Linked DNA regions of Oryctolagus cuniculus: region 2 is linked to region 1. The links are chromatin contacts, called in public Micro-C maps. All regions are on one chromosome and are shown on one strand. The core of a region is the stretch at or near the end of the contact, and the rest is flanking DNA. Distances in the headings are between cores, read along the strand shown.

Evidence for each region. Hi-C and Micro-C count contacts between places; a contact is called where the count stands out from the background.
Region 2: a Micro-C map of ear pinna shows a contact between it and region 1, with 1.7 times the contacts expected there. The contact joins two enhancer-like sites. A contact is called at or near these places in 4 of 6 Hi-C or Micro-C datasets (ear pinna, psoas muscle, skin fibroblasts and 1 more).

Annotation. Positions count from the first base shown.
Region 1 is chr10:23,006,917-23,014,430 of mOryCun1.1, reverse strand. The region is part of intron 7 of TCF4 (transcription factor 4); the gene reads right to left. Among named protein-coding and RNA genes, the nearest start is that of TCF4, 310 kb to the right of the region's middle. Within about 2 kb of position 4,715, at least 1 of the 8 cell types and tissues checked has an H3K27ac peak or open chromatin away from gene starts, as enhancers often do. A contact at or near this core is called in ear pinna, where this site is marked.
Region 2 is chr10:23,066,593-23,074,106 of mOryCun1.1, reverse strand. All of the region lies in intron 14 of TCF4 (transcription factor 4), which reads right to left. Among named protein-coding and RNA genes, the nearest start is that of CCDC68, 270 kb to the left of the region's middle. Within about 2 kb of position 4,791, at least 3 of the 8 cell types and tissues checked have an H3K27ac peak or open chromatin away from gene starts, as enhancers often do. A contact at or near this core is called in ear pinna, where this site is marked.

The sequences.
Region 1 (7,514 bases), core at 3,466-5,965:
TTTTTTAAAATAGTCTGATGTGAACCACCCGGGTGAGAAAATGCTAAGATTTGCATTTCCTTGAAATGTGATGCTATTTTTATGCTTCTAATTGAAAAAATTTAAACTGCAAGTAATTAAGTGGGGGGGTGGGGGCACACGAAGGTGGCTCGTTCTTAGGCACATGGTAAACTGATTTGCAGTGGAGCTGGGAGGCTAATATTAGGAATGGGTAAGCAGGGGGATGCTTTGTGTTTGTTCAACGTCTCATACTATTTTTCAAATGTCATGGGCTCAGCAAAACCCAAAACACATTTTCTCAGCACTTCTCTCTATTTTTCAACCCATATGTATTTCGAGAGACGTTTAATTCATATGTTTCTGATTTATTTACATGCAAGTCATCAGAATGTTGTTTTGTACAAACTATTTGATGTCCAGGAAGCCTGTTGAGCCTATCCTTTGAGGATTTTTTCCTCTTCCCTCAGGACCAGGAAGCCATGATTTGCAAATAGGAAAGAAAGAAAAGAAAAGACAACCAGCATGTCTAATATTTTTTCCTCTAAGGTTCAAATTCTGTTCAAAAGTGAGATTTCATAAAGTCTGAGTACAATCTTAGAGCTGGCAGACTGTGTACTTTCCTGATCCTCAATGACACTGCCCTTCTGGAAGTTAGCAATGTCTTCCTTGTGGACAGGAAAGTGGGTATTTGCCACAAATGGATACCAAGGAGTGATCTTCTGTGGACGTGATGCATCCCCTGCCAAGGCATCCGAGTCTAAGGCTGGGGGTCTGAGATCAAGACAAAGAAGTCCTTGGCACCTGTGCAGGAGAGAACTGCACAAAAAAGCAAAAGTCCCCACTCTGAGGAATCCTACAGGCATTCTTTTTTATCAATTTATAGAAAGAATTTTCTAATTCAAGGTGGTCTGCCTGATAGATGTTTACATACTTTAAAAATCCGTAATTTTATAAATATTTCTCCCTTAGTGTATAACTACAAACTAAAACAAACAAACAAAAAAAACACATGGAGGAGCTTTGAACCCTTTAGCATCATTGGTGGCTACACAAATTTTATCATTTTAAAAGGACACATGGAATGGAGTAATATCTAAGAAGACTGAATCAGATTTTAATAGCAATGGCTGGCTATTTTGTTTTTTCTTTTTCTTTTTTGTTCTTTTAAGAAAATGTCTATTTAAAAGGCTGCCTCCTCTGTAAGCTTTTCTAAATTTCAATCTGAAAACTGAATTAATGTCAGGCAAGAAGCCTCTAGCCAGTATCGAACACTATCTCTTGCCTCTGTAGTTTGTCTCTACAAACACAAACCCACATTTCCCACCAGACTCCCGGTCCTGGGAGGCGAGGCAGTTAAGGAATGCTGGTTAATTTCAGGGAGCACTGGAAAGATCTCTACCTATGCCCTCTTTGAAGGCTGAGATATCTCTCTCTTCCCTAAAATTCTTTTCCATTTTCCTGTTTCAAAACCTGAATAACGTTAGGGCTGAGAAGATTCAAAGTCTTCTCAAATCAAATATCTCTCCAGCACAGCTGCTGTTAAGTGACCCAATGTGTTCCAAGACAAGCTTACAACCCATACACCACGTGTTTTCTGCAATGAACCACTGATACTACACATTACAGGACTGCAAGATGTTAAAAAAAAAAAAATCACCAAATTGGGCTTCTGAATACATCACTCTTTGAAAGTAACTAATAGTGGCACAAGCCAGAAGAAGAAATGTCAAGTGTTAAGTTATCAAACTGAATTATGACTTTAAGTTAGATATGTTTGTGTGTGAAATATCAAATAATTAAGTAGTTACTCTTAAAACACTGGGCTGCAGCAAATCAGTCGTTAGTTGCTCTGCATTCAAACATATTTCAAAGGACAGCTTTTATTCACTTGTAGAAGAAATATAAAATGGCAAAATTTAATCATTATCGAGATTATTTAAAAAAATGATAATCATTTAGCAGACCAATGTGTACAATGTAAAGAGAAAGAAAAAAACAGTGTTAGACAAATGTCTTATGAAGCAGTTAGTAACCATTGTAAAAATATGGTGGGTTTTTTCCAGGGTCTATCACATAAGACATCTCCCTACAATTTAAGTCACCAATTAAAGGTTTCAGTTTTTACTACCTTTCTCTAAAGATCAGCTCCAATATGGAAATAAATGGGAACAAGTGTGTCAAGTATGATGGTTAGGTTTCAAAAGCCAGCCTTCAGAACTAATAATTCATCTTTTTTTTTTTTTCAAAACTTTTAGGGGGCGTGTTTTATTTTGTGAGGGAAGGGATCCCACCAAGTTTGCAGGCTTCCAATTTAAAAGCTGGAAGATGTGAATGGCAACATTAACTCACAAGACACCACACTATCTTTTCAAACTACAATGATTCCTGATTGTAATACCTTGAAACACAATAGCCAAAGTGAAAATGTCACCACCTCAGAAAAGAAGTCCCCCTTTTGTAGATCTGATTATGGAACCTGAATTTGAAAGCATCATAGAAAAATGATACTTGGATACAAACAAACAAGTCATGGGTCGCATGAAAGTTGTCTATAATGTTCTCTCCGCTTTGCTTCTGTCCCCCAAAACAGGACCTTCCCTTGGCACGCTCAGATGCCAACCTGGTGGGCCACAGTACTGAGGAGGCTTCCTGGGTAACCCCTACTGTTGCTAACTTAGTGAGAGAGCAGTCACTGTTTGTGGGAGATGGGCCTCCAACAAGTCCCTTCTGCACAGCAATGCTCATGGAGTCAGAGACGTCATCCCCGCGTTTCCATTTTAGTGCTTGCAATGTGTAGGAAGACAGAACCTCAAACAACTCCTCGACACAGTCCTCCTGCCCCTATGCAGCAATGCAGCACCCACTCAAATAAATCCCAAGAGTTCTAGTAAAGGCAACACACACACACACACACACACACACACACTCTACTCTCTATCACTGCTATTTTTCAGCATCATTTCAATGCTTAACAACCTGAACTAATAGCCATTTAGAAACATGTCCTGAGCTTCTGCAGGCTACACAGCCCCCAACCCCATTTGGTTTTCAGCTTTGGTACACTTCTGGTCATTGTGATGGACGGACCTGCTCTGGGATTTTAACAAAAGAGTGGACAATTTTTTTTTTTTTAATTGAAGGTCCCTGATGTGGGCCACATGTTCCTGGCGGGGATTTGGAAGTCCCGAGGAGGCAGGGGCAGGGAATGTGAAGTGGTAGGGAGCTGGAGAGGGGGAGACAGGGGGAAAGTGGGGAGGGGCTGGATGATGAAAAGACCAGTTCCACAAGCAAAGCACATTAGCAACCCAGAGTGGAAAGGGCCGGAAGGAAAACCCACCCACCTCACCCCTGCGTTCATTCTATCAACCTGCAATTGCTGCAATCAAAACCATATGTCGGTTCTTCCAGATCTTTCTCACAGGACAAACATGCAAAGGGCCTCAGGCCTGGCGTTGCCATCAAATGGTAATTGATACCATATGAGCCACAAAATAGAAACGCACATGCAAACAGCAACCTCTCTGGCTGCACCCCCACCTTCCAGCCCCCTTCTCTGCCCCTTGAGAGGGATGAAATTGCAGGTCTTGCCGGGCTGCTAAGTGCACTGTGCACCATGAAAAACAAGTGTATGCGGCTCCAGTAACCACCTGTAAATCAGAGCGAAAGGAGAGCCCACTAGCCAAGAGCTCGTCCCGGGGAACAGGCAAAGGCAAAAGGTCACTCTGGGTTAATACAAGGTCATCGATCATGGGGGAAAATGAGCGCAGGTGTGAAGCAGATCACAGGCCTGGAGCAGGGAACGACCCCCCTGGTCCCGCAGCACATCCGGCCTGGAGAAAGCTCTTTCCAGCTAAACCACATCTGTCTTCCTCTCTCCCTGCCAGGGAGATAGTGGGAAAGTGGAAACCAGTCCCCAATTATGAGGCAATTAGAAGAAAAGTGACCCCAATCCTTGCTGCCTCCTTTCCTGAGGCTCTTTTTGCATCACATTGTTCTTATAGAAGTGGGAAAAAAATCATGCAAAGCCGCAGAGCTGGAGGTCCCGACAAATGCTGGGGGCATGTAACACAGTAGGTAAAATCCGTCTCTTATTTCCACCGGCACTGACAGAACTACAAGTAGCATACGGCTCTCGCCTCTGCATGTATATATTTTCTTATTAACTCGATCGGGCAGAAATTTGCAGAGATTTGTTTGGATTTGGAAGTCACAACAGAATGTCAGTTTTACAAACCAAGGCTCATTCTGTGGTGAAATGTGCAGCTCTGGACCAAACCCTTCACCACACACAGCTATTTGTTCCAATTCCTCTAGCAGCCGCTTCTGAACAAACAACTGACTTATTCTAAACACACGCAATGGGTCTAATTTTTCTTCCTTCTGCCTATCCCATTATATGTGATATTTTAGTCTTATAGATCTTATGAAGTTTAAATATTTTCCAGATGGGACGAGGGTAGGGAGCGCAGAACCCTGTAAACACTAGAAGTTGTAAAAGGACCAACTCAATACTTAAAACAGAAGAGCATGGCGCTCCCATTCCTCCCTCTGCAAGTAGTCAGCCAGGCAGCTCCACCGTGGACTGCAGAAAGGGGGACAGACATCAGCTCTTGTTCTCCTCTCCCAAAACCCTCAAGGACAGGCTGATTCATCTTCATTTTAGGACGCATCTATTTATGTTTCTTCACAGTAACCCATTTCCCCCCCAAAAGATGATTGAAACCCCACTGACAACCCAATGCATTCAGCGGTAAGAAAGAAAACCATGGTGGTACCCTAACAACGCGTTCAACTGTCCCACACAGGGACAATCCAGAAGGCCTATTCACCCCACCCGTTCACCCTGGCCACAGCAGTGCTCTCCTCCTCCGACCTGAACCAGGTGGCATTTACAAGTACCCTCAGCCTCCCGGCAAGTCAGGCACATTCGTGATGACAGCACTGATCCAAGAGAAAAGGCAGTGGATAAAGGCAGGGAGGAAAGATCGCAGGGCAGCGAATGGAGAGGAAAGTTCTGGTGACTGGCAGGGGACGAGAGAAACAGGCAAAGCAGAGGGCAGCGCAGTGCCGCGCGAGGGCTGTCAAGCCAGGCAGGCTCGGGTTAACCCACTCTGGGGAGACTCTGACCTTACCTCTGCTTTCCCTTCGTGGTCCAGGCAACATAACCCTGTATCTGAGCATCTGCATTGTTTAAATTTCATCCTGTAGTGTTGTTTGCTGATTGGTCAGACATGGCTGACAGCATCAGAAGTGCAATCTGACAGACAAGGAGCAAGCAGGACCACAGCACAGAATTCATCGGGGGAGGGAGAGCAGCAACTGCATGCTGGATCCATGCAACTCAGACCGGCAGATGTGTGCCGCAAGGCCTGGGGCTGGCCTCAGGGTGGGAGGGCCCAGGATGAGGCTGGGGGAGGGCATGGAGACTGGGAGGTGGGACAGGCCCAGCCACCCAAATGACCAAGCGCCAGGCATCCCCCCGGATCCAGCAGCATCTGGTCCACGATTAGAAGCTTGCCTCTTGCCACTCCCAGCTCCTGTCACCTCCTGGGGCTGGGGGAGGCTTTTCTCCCTAACTGCCGTTTGCACAGAGTAGACGTGGTGGTCTTTCCGGTGTGGGATTATGTAGTTGTCCTTTACATATTTATTTTTCAAAATGTCTGGCATTTTTCCTGGAATTCCAATGCTACTAAAGAGAGCCCAGTTGATAAAAGCATCTCGTGCGGACTTGCGTTGTGGAGAGGAAAGGCTCCAATGTACTGCAATTCTTTAACTGTTTGGTAGCAGGAAGGCAAAGAAAGTAAAGGAAAAGACAAAAAAAGTTGAAGGGGTTTGGAAAGGACACGTGGAATTGAGGTAGAAATGGTGAAAAAGGCAGAGAAGAAAGAAGATGGCTTGAAAGTGGGGGCAGAGAGAGATGAACCATCTCTGCTGAGTTTCGGATCTGTCGTTACTCTGACCCAAGTGCCTATTTCTTTGCAGGCCAGCAGGAGCCACCTGAAACTCACTGAAAGCAACGGTGGCTGGCCATGGAATACCCTCTCATTAACCACCTCCAATCCTACTCCCAGGACGGACAGACACACACACACACAAACACACACACACCCTGTGACCCAGCCTGCTGGTCAGTGGGTTCAACTGAGTTTGTCTGCTAAAAATGGACACTTTCCCTCTTGGAAATTTCTATGAAAGGTTTTCGCCTCCAAATAAGTAGTAATTTTAGGTTATCTGTACTCTTGCCTTTATGTCCCTACAACCTAAAATCATGACCGCCACAAGTCCAGGGGAAAACTGGTAGAATTTAAATATTTAAGCAGACTTTCCCAAGTCCTCAGCAGACAGCATTAATCACAAATTTCCTCTTGCCCAATTTTTGCTTTCTCAGCATTATGTTAGCAGCATTTAGGGGAAGATCTTGTGAACTCAAGAATTACAGAAGAAGAAAAGATATAAGGTGACGTGAGGATAACCGAGCAATAAATAAGAGATGGATGAAAGGGGCAGGAAGCAGAGGATAAATTAAGGCCCTGAGAGACCGGGTTATTAAAACTAACCAGTCAAATGGACAGAAAGAAAAGGACTAAGGTGCTCTGTCTGAGGGGAAGGTTAACACAACATGAAAATCAAGATTTAATAAAAACTAATCCTTAAAAAACCTCATCACTGATCTAACATCAATTTGGAACAGTGAAATGACAGAACAGGATGAAATAAAAACCATCTGGTTTAAAATAAAACAAAAACAAAAACTTCACCATCATGTCCACCTCACTGCCCCTCTTCACTGTGTAAACACTAAAACCACTGAAAATCCACAGAGGCCAGGAAAATGAATCAACGTAAGGAGACTGTGTGGGAAAGGAGAGCAGCAGAGCAGGGAGAGAGACAGGTATGAGGAAAGCTGTGGGCAGGTGAGGCCCGGGAAGGCACAGGGCTCCGAGGGCTATGTCTCTCAGTGAAGATGACGTGCAGCTGAGATCAGGAACAACTGAATAACAGAGCGTGAGTAAGAATGCAGGGGTGCACGTCATGCGACAGGGATCAAAGGGGAGCCAGGAAAATCAGAATGCACTTTGAAAGAAACATAAAGAAGGTGCCTTGGGATTTATAGACTTATAAATACAATTTTGCTAACGGTATGCTGTTTTAAAAGGCATTACACGCTGAGGAGACTCTATGAAAACAATTTCACGCATTTTTTGAAGCCACTTTTTAACTTCTAGGTTTGTTTACAATTGCAAGAGACAACAATGAAGATATCACACAAGAGCCTGAATTTCCACACACATTCCTTGGTAGGAATGAACCTAAGAAGTACAAAGACTATTTCTGAGGCACTTTTCAGGGTCCATGACATTCAAGGTGTAACTGTTCTTACAAAAATTCTCATTGAGCACTTTGCCGCTGACCAAAGAAACTCTTGTTCAAAATGCTGAAACTACCCAGGAATCCATGAGCTAGATGCCCTCTGAGAAGACAATGTTTCCAGTGTGGGTCCTAGGAGCCTGTAC
Region 2 (7,514 bases), core at 3,542-6,041, 60 kb before region 1:
TGGTGTCTGAACTGTAATCTCTCCATAAAATACCAATTATACATGACAGTTGTGGAGTACTGGATTTCAGATCTCTATCACATGAGAGAAAAGTAAACTTACTTTCTCAAATGTGCAAAACACCACTGATCCCCAAAGTGCATCTTTTAAAGATGCAGAAGTAGCCATGTGAACTTTTTTCAGTGACTCACAGGTGGAACTGAACGTTCACGAAATGGCAGCAGCCAGGAAAGACAGCAGGGGCCCAGAGAGTCTAGAGACAACAGAGCTACCTCTAAGAACCTCTAAGGTGTTGGGGAAAGACCTAAAGACTGGACATTCTGGCCGGCGCTGTGGCTCACTTGGCTAATCTTCCACTTGCGGCGCTGGCACCCTGGGTTCTAGTCCTGGTTAGGGTGCCGGATTCGGTCCCGGTTGCTCCTCTTCCAGTCCAACTCTCTGCTGTGGCCTGGGAGGGCAGTGGAGGATAGTCCAAGTGCTTGGGTCCCTGCACCCGCATGGGAGACTGGGAGCAAGTACCCGGCTCCTGGTTTTGGATCGGTGTAGTGCTGGCCATAGTGGCCATTTGGGGGAGTTAACCAATGGAAGAAAGACCTTTCTCTCAGTCTAACTGTGCTTGTCAAAAAAAAAAAAAAAAAAAAAAAAAAAAAAAAAAAAAGGACTGGACATTCTTCAACCACAAATGGTAATTTCCATTTTCTTTTGTTTAGAGCATTATCTCACCTTTTTATCCTCATGCAAGTAAACATTTAAAGGACTTCTCACTGAATTCAGATATGGATTGAAATGGTTTTTTTGCTTGGGCTTTGACTTGATTTTTACTATGTTTATTGGGAGAAGACTTCCTGTCTTAAAGACACACAATTTCCTTTTTTTCCCCCCAGTGTTTACAGTTTCACTTATGCTTTGTCTGAATTTTAAGGTAATTCCTTATTGTGCAATCCTTGGAGATTTATTTAATGCTTATTCTCCAGAAAATAAAATAATTTTCAAGAGGATTTAAACACCATCTAAATGATCCTGACCTTGACAGCCCTTATCTGTCATGTGACCCTGTGTGCCGGAACTTCCCTGAACTGTCCACCAAAATGGTTAAAATGAATGATTTTGTGATCTAGTTAGCGATGCAAATGGCTGCAAGCTAAATTCAGTTCATCTTTCGTTTTCTAACTCATAAATTCCATCTATTAGAGCTGTTTCATTTCTCCCTTCTGCATCTCCACTCCCCCACCCCCCATTCTCTGCACCACTTTCCTACAGTGGAAACCATAAGCAGATGCAGTGCACCCAGTGGGCACAGAAGTAGGAGGAGGCCGAATGAGCCCATTCCATCCCTTCCCTGCTCCAAGTAGCAGACTGTACGGAACTCAATCCCGTCACCCCCATGAACCAAGCCCCTCTAGGATAAACTGTGGGGGTACTTCCAAGCAGCTGCTTTTGTTCAGAGCCAAGCAAAAGACAATGGGACACGTGAGGTGGAATTGTGGATCCCTGAGTCATGCTACTGAGTGGGCACACACACTCACAAAGTCACATCCCAGATGATTCTGCACTGGAGATTTACCATGACCAACTGGCCTTTATTTTCCAGAAGTTTTTCTTATTATTTGAATAGCTCGTGGACGTTATAATGTACTTGGAAAGGGACTGTAGGTGTAAAGACATTTGCCTAAACTCTTCCCCATCTCCTTCTAAATCCTCACCCTTTGTTTTTTTTTTTTTTTTTTTTTTTTTTTTTTTTTTTTTTATCTTGAATGCAATACTCTCTCCCCAGCCCCTGGTCCCTCACAGACTAAGTTTCCAGCCTGTTCATTAAATTCCCTATTGTTCAATGAATCCAAGACTTCTGCCTTGTGCTGCTGTGTCCTTCACTTAGATACCCTGGGGCCATCCCCCAGGCCCCTCCTATTCTTAACCGCCTGGACTCTCAGGTATCTACTCATGGCCCCTATTCTGCTGGGTTCACACTCATATCAGTAGAGCTTGAGCCAAGCCCTTCCTGCCCCATCTTCTCATGGCTCCCTGACTGCTTCTCTCTTACTAATCCCACAGATCCCCTTGCTGTGCCTTTCCAGACTAAGTGGCTCTCCAGAGCTCTACTTTCTTACCACCTTGCTTTGCCCAGATGGGGCTCTTCCTGACTATTCTTTGAGACATCACCCTCAAAACACATTCAAGAGCATCACTTAGTCGTGCAGGGCATAAATCTTAATGATCGTGGTTCTGCTGCCATTCCTAAAAGCCTACATGTGAGCAGTGAGCATCCCAAGGGCAGGGACTGGCTGTGGGTCACAGGCTAGTACAGTGATACCGAAGTGAGCAACCAGATGCTTCCTAAATAGCAAAGAATGGCACATATCACATGACATGCATCTGTGAGATGACATCTGAAATCTAAAATGTGATATTGTCAAACACACCTTGGGTGTGTTTCCATCCAATAATAAACATTTCATTTAATTCAACAAATGCTGCTTGAGTGTCTCAATATACAAGGCACTATTTAGGCATTTTCAAGGAAAAACTAAAGAAGAGAGACACCTAATATTCTACAGGTACTTACATTTAATGATGGGATGATATAATTTCTACAGAGGATAAAATAAGATGAATGCCACAAAGAATACAAGGTTATGTAGGGTATGAAAGGGTGATGAAATTATATTTGATTGGGAAGCCAAAGACTGCTACAGGAAGAAGGTGGCATTTTTACATAAAGAAGCAGAGAGACTTTTCATTTGCAACATCTGGAGCCAGGCTGGGCCAACATCAGGATGCAAGCCCTCAATCCAGGCTTCACATGTGGGTCACAGGGACAAGTACTTGGGCCATGACTTGCTGCCTCCCAGGGTGCAAATTAACAGGAAGCTAGATTGGAAGCAGAGCTAGAAGTTGAACCTAGACACTCGGGTATGGGATATGAATATTCCAAGCAGCATCCCGACCACTTCACCAAATATGCACTCCTAGATGCATATTTTAAAAATTGACATATAACACTAATAAACATCTCAATTGCAAATGAAAATTTGTTTTTCCATCAATAAGTAGCATTCTTTAAGTAACTGTGTGTGTATGAAGACACAAGCAGCTAAGGACTATGTACTAACATGTGTTTCCATGTTGTCAGAATACATATTTCTGACCAAATGTAGATTTTGGAAAAGCCCTTTATAAATCTCAATGGCTTTCCTACAAAGTGAACAACACAGGGCGCTGTGGACACAAATGGTACCTCACTGTATGTGTGCATTACTGGCCCCAATGATTCACTCTTATTTAACTGCAGTGAAGTCTTTCATCTCCCTGCTATACAATAATAGCTTCCATATGACCAGTGGCTCTGCTATAAATAAGATCAAAAGCAAAAGAAAGGATTTAATAAAAGAAAATGACATTAAGAGTATCATTAAATCAGGGGGAAAACCCCCAATATCCAACTTTTCTTTTGGGGGGGATACGGAAAGGTGCAATAAAATATTATAGAGTAGGAAGCAGCTCCTGCATCTCCTGCAGACATTCACAGCAATAGGCACAGACCAAGCCCATGTGAGTAAGCCTCAGAGTGGCAGAGACCAAGCAGGATGGAGGAGTAGGGGCAGAACGTCCCCCCAAGGCTCAGGCTGAAGGACAGGTAACACACCGAACAGCAAGGTCCACCTTGGGAAGAACAGAGTGGAGTGTGTCAATGGCAAGCATCCATCCCTTTCTTCGCTCCCCTCTGTTTTACTTAATGGAGATAGACTTTTGGGTAATCCAGGGTTTCTCAGAGAATCATAACATTGCTCAACTCTAGGACATGAGTTCTGAGAAAGGAAGTTTTTTTTGGCAGTGCACAGTTACTTGATATGAAGAGCCAACTTCCCAAACAAATTTTCTTCTGGTTCTTAAAAAAAAAATTGCAATGTTAATCTCGATTCCCGACTGGATAAACAGCTGCTAATAACCTCCAGCTCCCGGGGGAGGAGGCTAACCTCCTTTCATCTTCAGACGAGTGGATACCTGACGTGCACTGCACTTTAGTGCTTCCACATGTTTCTTGCACTGCTTTTCTCAGAACTGCTTGGGGACCGGTCTTGCCAAGTCACAGTTCTTTTCTCCCTTTTCCTTAGACTGCATTGAAGAGCTCGGAAGACACGGTCAGCTGAGGCCCTATTTAGTTGAAAGGGTAGCTCTCGTTCTCTTCCTGTTGTTATGTCTAAAGAGGAAATGCAAGCAATTCTAATCTCCCAAGAAGACCAGTGCGTGGACCCTCAGCTGGAAGCTTTGTGAGGGGAATGACCATTTTGCTTTGTTTTGTATGTGGCTAAGCTCGCATTCAAGGGCTGACAATGATCAAAGATACCAATTTCTAACAGCATTGCTAATGCAATTACTTATATCGGTGTCTGTCCTAAATAAAGGTGCAAGCGTCAATACCTTTTTTTCTAAAAGGAAGTACCCTGTAGAAGACTACAGGGCTGATGGGCCCCTTGAGTCCTTTCTCACTTGTTCAAGAGCACCTGCTTTAACAGTGACCTCAGTTCTGCATCTCAAGATTCAGATATTTCACAAAACAGCTTTTTAAACAAAACCCAGCTGTTTCCCATCTAGACTACAGGGGGAAAATTTGGGCAGCTTACAGAAACATTACCCAGAGACTACCATTCTCCAATAACTTTCACACACTTTCAGTTCCAAACGAGACCCGTCCATGTGCAGAAGCTGGGGAGAAGGCAAATGCAAAATTAAAATGTGGAAATTCAATACTGTAGTTTTTGACAATATGTCCAATTAAGTGCTTTGAAACGAATGTGGCTATTGTATCAGGACAATGCTTCCCCCAAGATGTCACTTAACTAATACCGGCCAGATCTTTTGGTTAAACTCAACTTTGCAGTTCTGCAATGATTTATGGAGACAGAGGAAGCTATAATTACGTACAACTGTGAATGTCAACCAGTTAGATACAGAAAGCCCTCGTGCTACAGAAAATGTGATACTCTATCTTTCAACCCTCACTTCTGAGGCTGCCCCGCCTGAATCCTCTTTTTAGGACGAGTCCAGTTTACACTCGTGCTTTCTAAGCAATTAAGATATTTTTGATTTGAAGAATTTACAGCCACAATAAAAGTTAAAATAACACAACGGCCACAGAATCTGAAAAAAATACAAAATGGCCAAGGCCTAATCTTGGCTTTTAAACAGTGCCAAGTTGCTCCAGTATTTTCTGTTTTGGTATGAATGACATAACTGAATTACTTCATGAGCTGCTACTTTAATTCCTAAGGGTGGAAAATTCCATGAGTTAATTTAATTTGGACATAAAAAATACACACGAAGACTCGCTCTTCCTGTGGACTCTCATGTGCAATATCCGAGCCAATTGCTGGAACTGCGGTGCTGTGGAGGAGTGGCTTTCTCCCAGTGCAGCCTTAGCTGGGAGCTGCGACAGACAGACTCATCAGGCACATCTCTTACTTCTATTTGGGCACATTACAGCCTTTATTTTCATTTTTTTTTTAAATCATGTTTATTCTATGGCTCTGCAATGCCTTTTCTATGTATCTCTTACTGCTGAAATTCTACATAGACACTAATAGAAGGTCAATGATACAATGACACATTCTCTAAGAAGCTTTTCCTAGCTGTCTGAATCACTGGTTAGGTCACTGAGTAATTCTCTTGCATTATAATTAGACATATACTGTACTATTACCCGACCAGGATAAAAGGCCTATAAGATGAGAGACTTTTTCTTGCACATTTATGCATCTGTGATGGTCTCGGAAGTATAGCAGATGCAGAATGAGTGACTGAACACATGTGCATTTTCTAATACATACAATACTCTTCTCCCTCGAAAATCTACTATATTGAGAAAACAAATCTATTATACAGAGAAAACAAAGGGAATATTACATTTTTTAAATGCAAGGGTTATGCCTATTCCAAGCCATGAGAAGTTTATTATTGGGTCTTTGCATCCAATAAAAATTCAGTTAAAAAAATGATTACCAGGGTATTACAAATGTATCTGCTTATCCCTCCCTCAATGTAGGAAGAAAACAATACAGAAATATTATGTAGTTATTCTTGGAGGGGTCTGTTTCAAATATGTATTTTATGCATATATTTTATTTTTATTTTTTAAAGATTTATTTATTTATTTGAAAGGCAGAGTTACAGAGAGGCAGAGACGTCTTCCATCTGCTGGTTCACTCCCCAGATGACTGCAACGGCTGGAGCTGGGCTATCCAAAGCCGGGAGCCAGGAGCTTCTTCCAGGTCTCCCATGTGGATGGGGACCCAAGTACTCCAATCATCCTCTTCTGCTTTCCCAGGCTACACTAGAGAGCTGGATTAGCAGTGGAGCAGCTGGGACTCGAACCAGAGTCCATATGGGATGCTGGCACTGCAGGCAGCAGCTTTACCTGCTATGCCACAGTGCCAGCCCCTCTATGTATATATTTTAAAATTAGGAAAACAAGGTTTTTCTTATTCATTCATTTAAAGTTCATGGCTCCAGGATACTGAATACGTACTTTAGTGGGGAAAATGAGAAAACTGGCATACAGAGACTAAGGCTTGGGGGTAGACACCCAAGGCAGATTGACTGTTTCTCTGTCACATGGCCAGAATGTAGAGCCAATAGGTAGAGGGGGTGGGGAAGGAGATGGGGATACATCCAGCTGAGGCCCACTGATGTGAGATCTGGGTGTGCATGGTGTCCTAACCACTTAACTCAGGGGCTGTGCTGAGCGTCACTACTACCACTGTCTTCAAAACATTTTGATTTTTTCTTTAAAATAATGCTAAAGTATCAAATTGGCTAAAACAGTTTCCCTCTATTTTTTTCTTTAAGTTTTCTGTTTTTTTAAAAAAAGGTACAATATTAGTATGAATGAAAAACTTTGAGTTGAGGTTGCTAATGCTCTTATAAATATTTGATAGGGGCTGGCATTGCGACATAGCAGGTGAAGCTGCTGCCCTTGATGCCTGCATCCCATATGGGTGTTAGTTCGAATCCTAGCTGTTCCATGTTTGATCCAGCTCCCTGCTAATGACCTGGGAAAAGCAGCGGGAGTCAGCCCAAATTTTTGGGCCACGGCCACCCACCTGGGAGACCAAGAAGGAGCTCCTGGCTTCAGCCTGGTGCAGCTCTGGCTGCTACGGCCATCTGGGAAGTGAACGCTCACTCTCTTTCTCCCTGTCTCTCTCCTCTCTCTGTAACTCTTTCAAATAAATAAATAGATCTTTAAAAGAGAAAAATATCTGATAATTGAGGAGATTAGCAATTAGGATAATTGAAGAGATGGTGGACAAGAAATAGGCAACTATCCTAATTTAAAAAAAAAAAATCCCACCAATATAGTAGGCATTGTAATATGATGCTGAGGACTAAGATCTGGAGTGAAATTCTACCCTTCAGGCTATTTAAGAGTTCTGGAGTCCAGCACAGTGGCTTAGTAGGTAAAGCCGCTGCCTGCAGTGCTGACATCCCATACTGGTGCTGGCTAGATTCCTGGCTGCCCC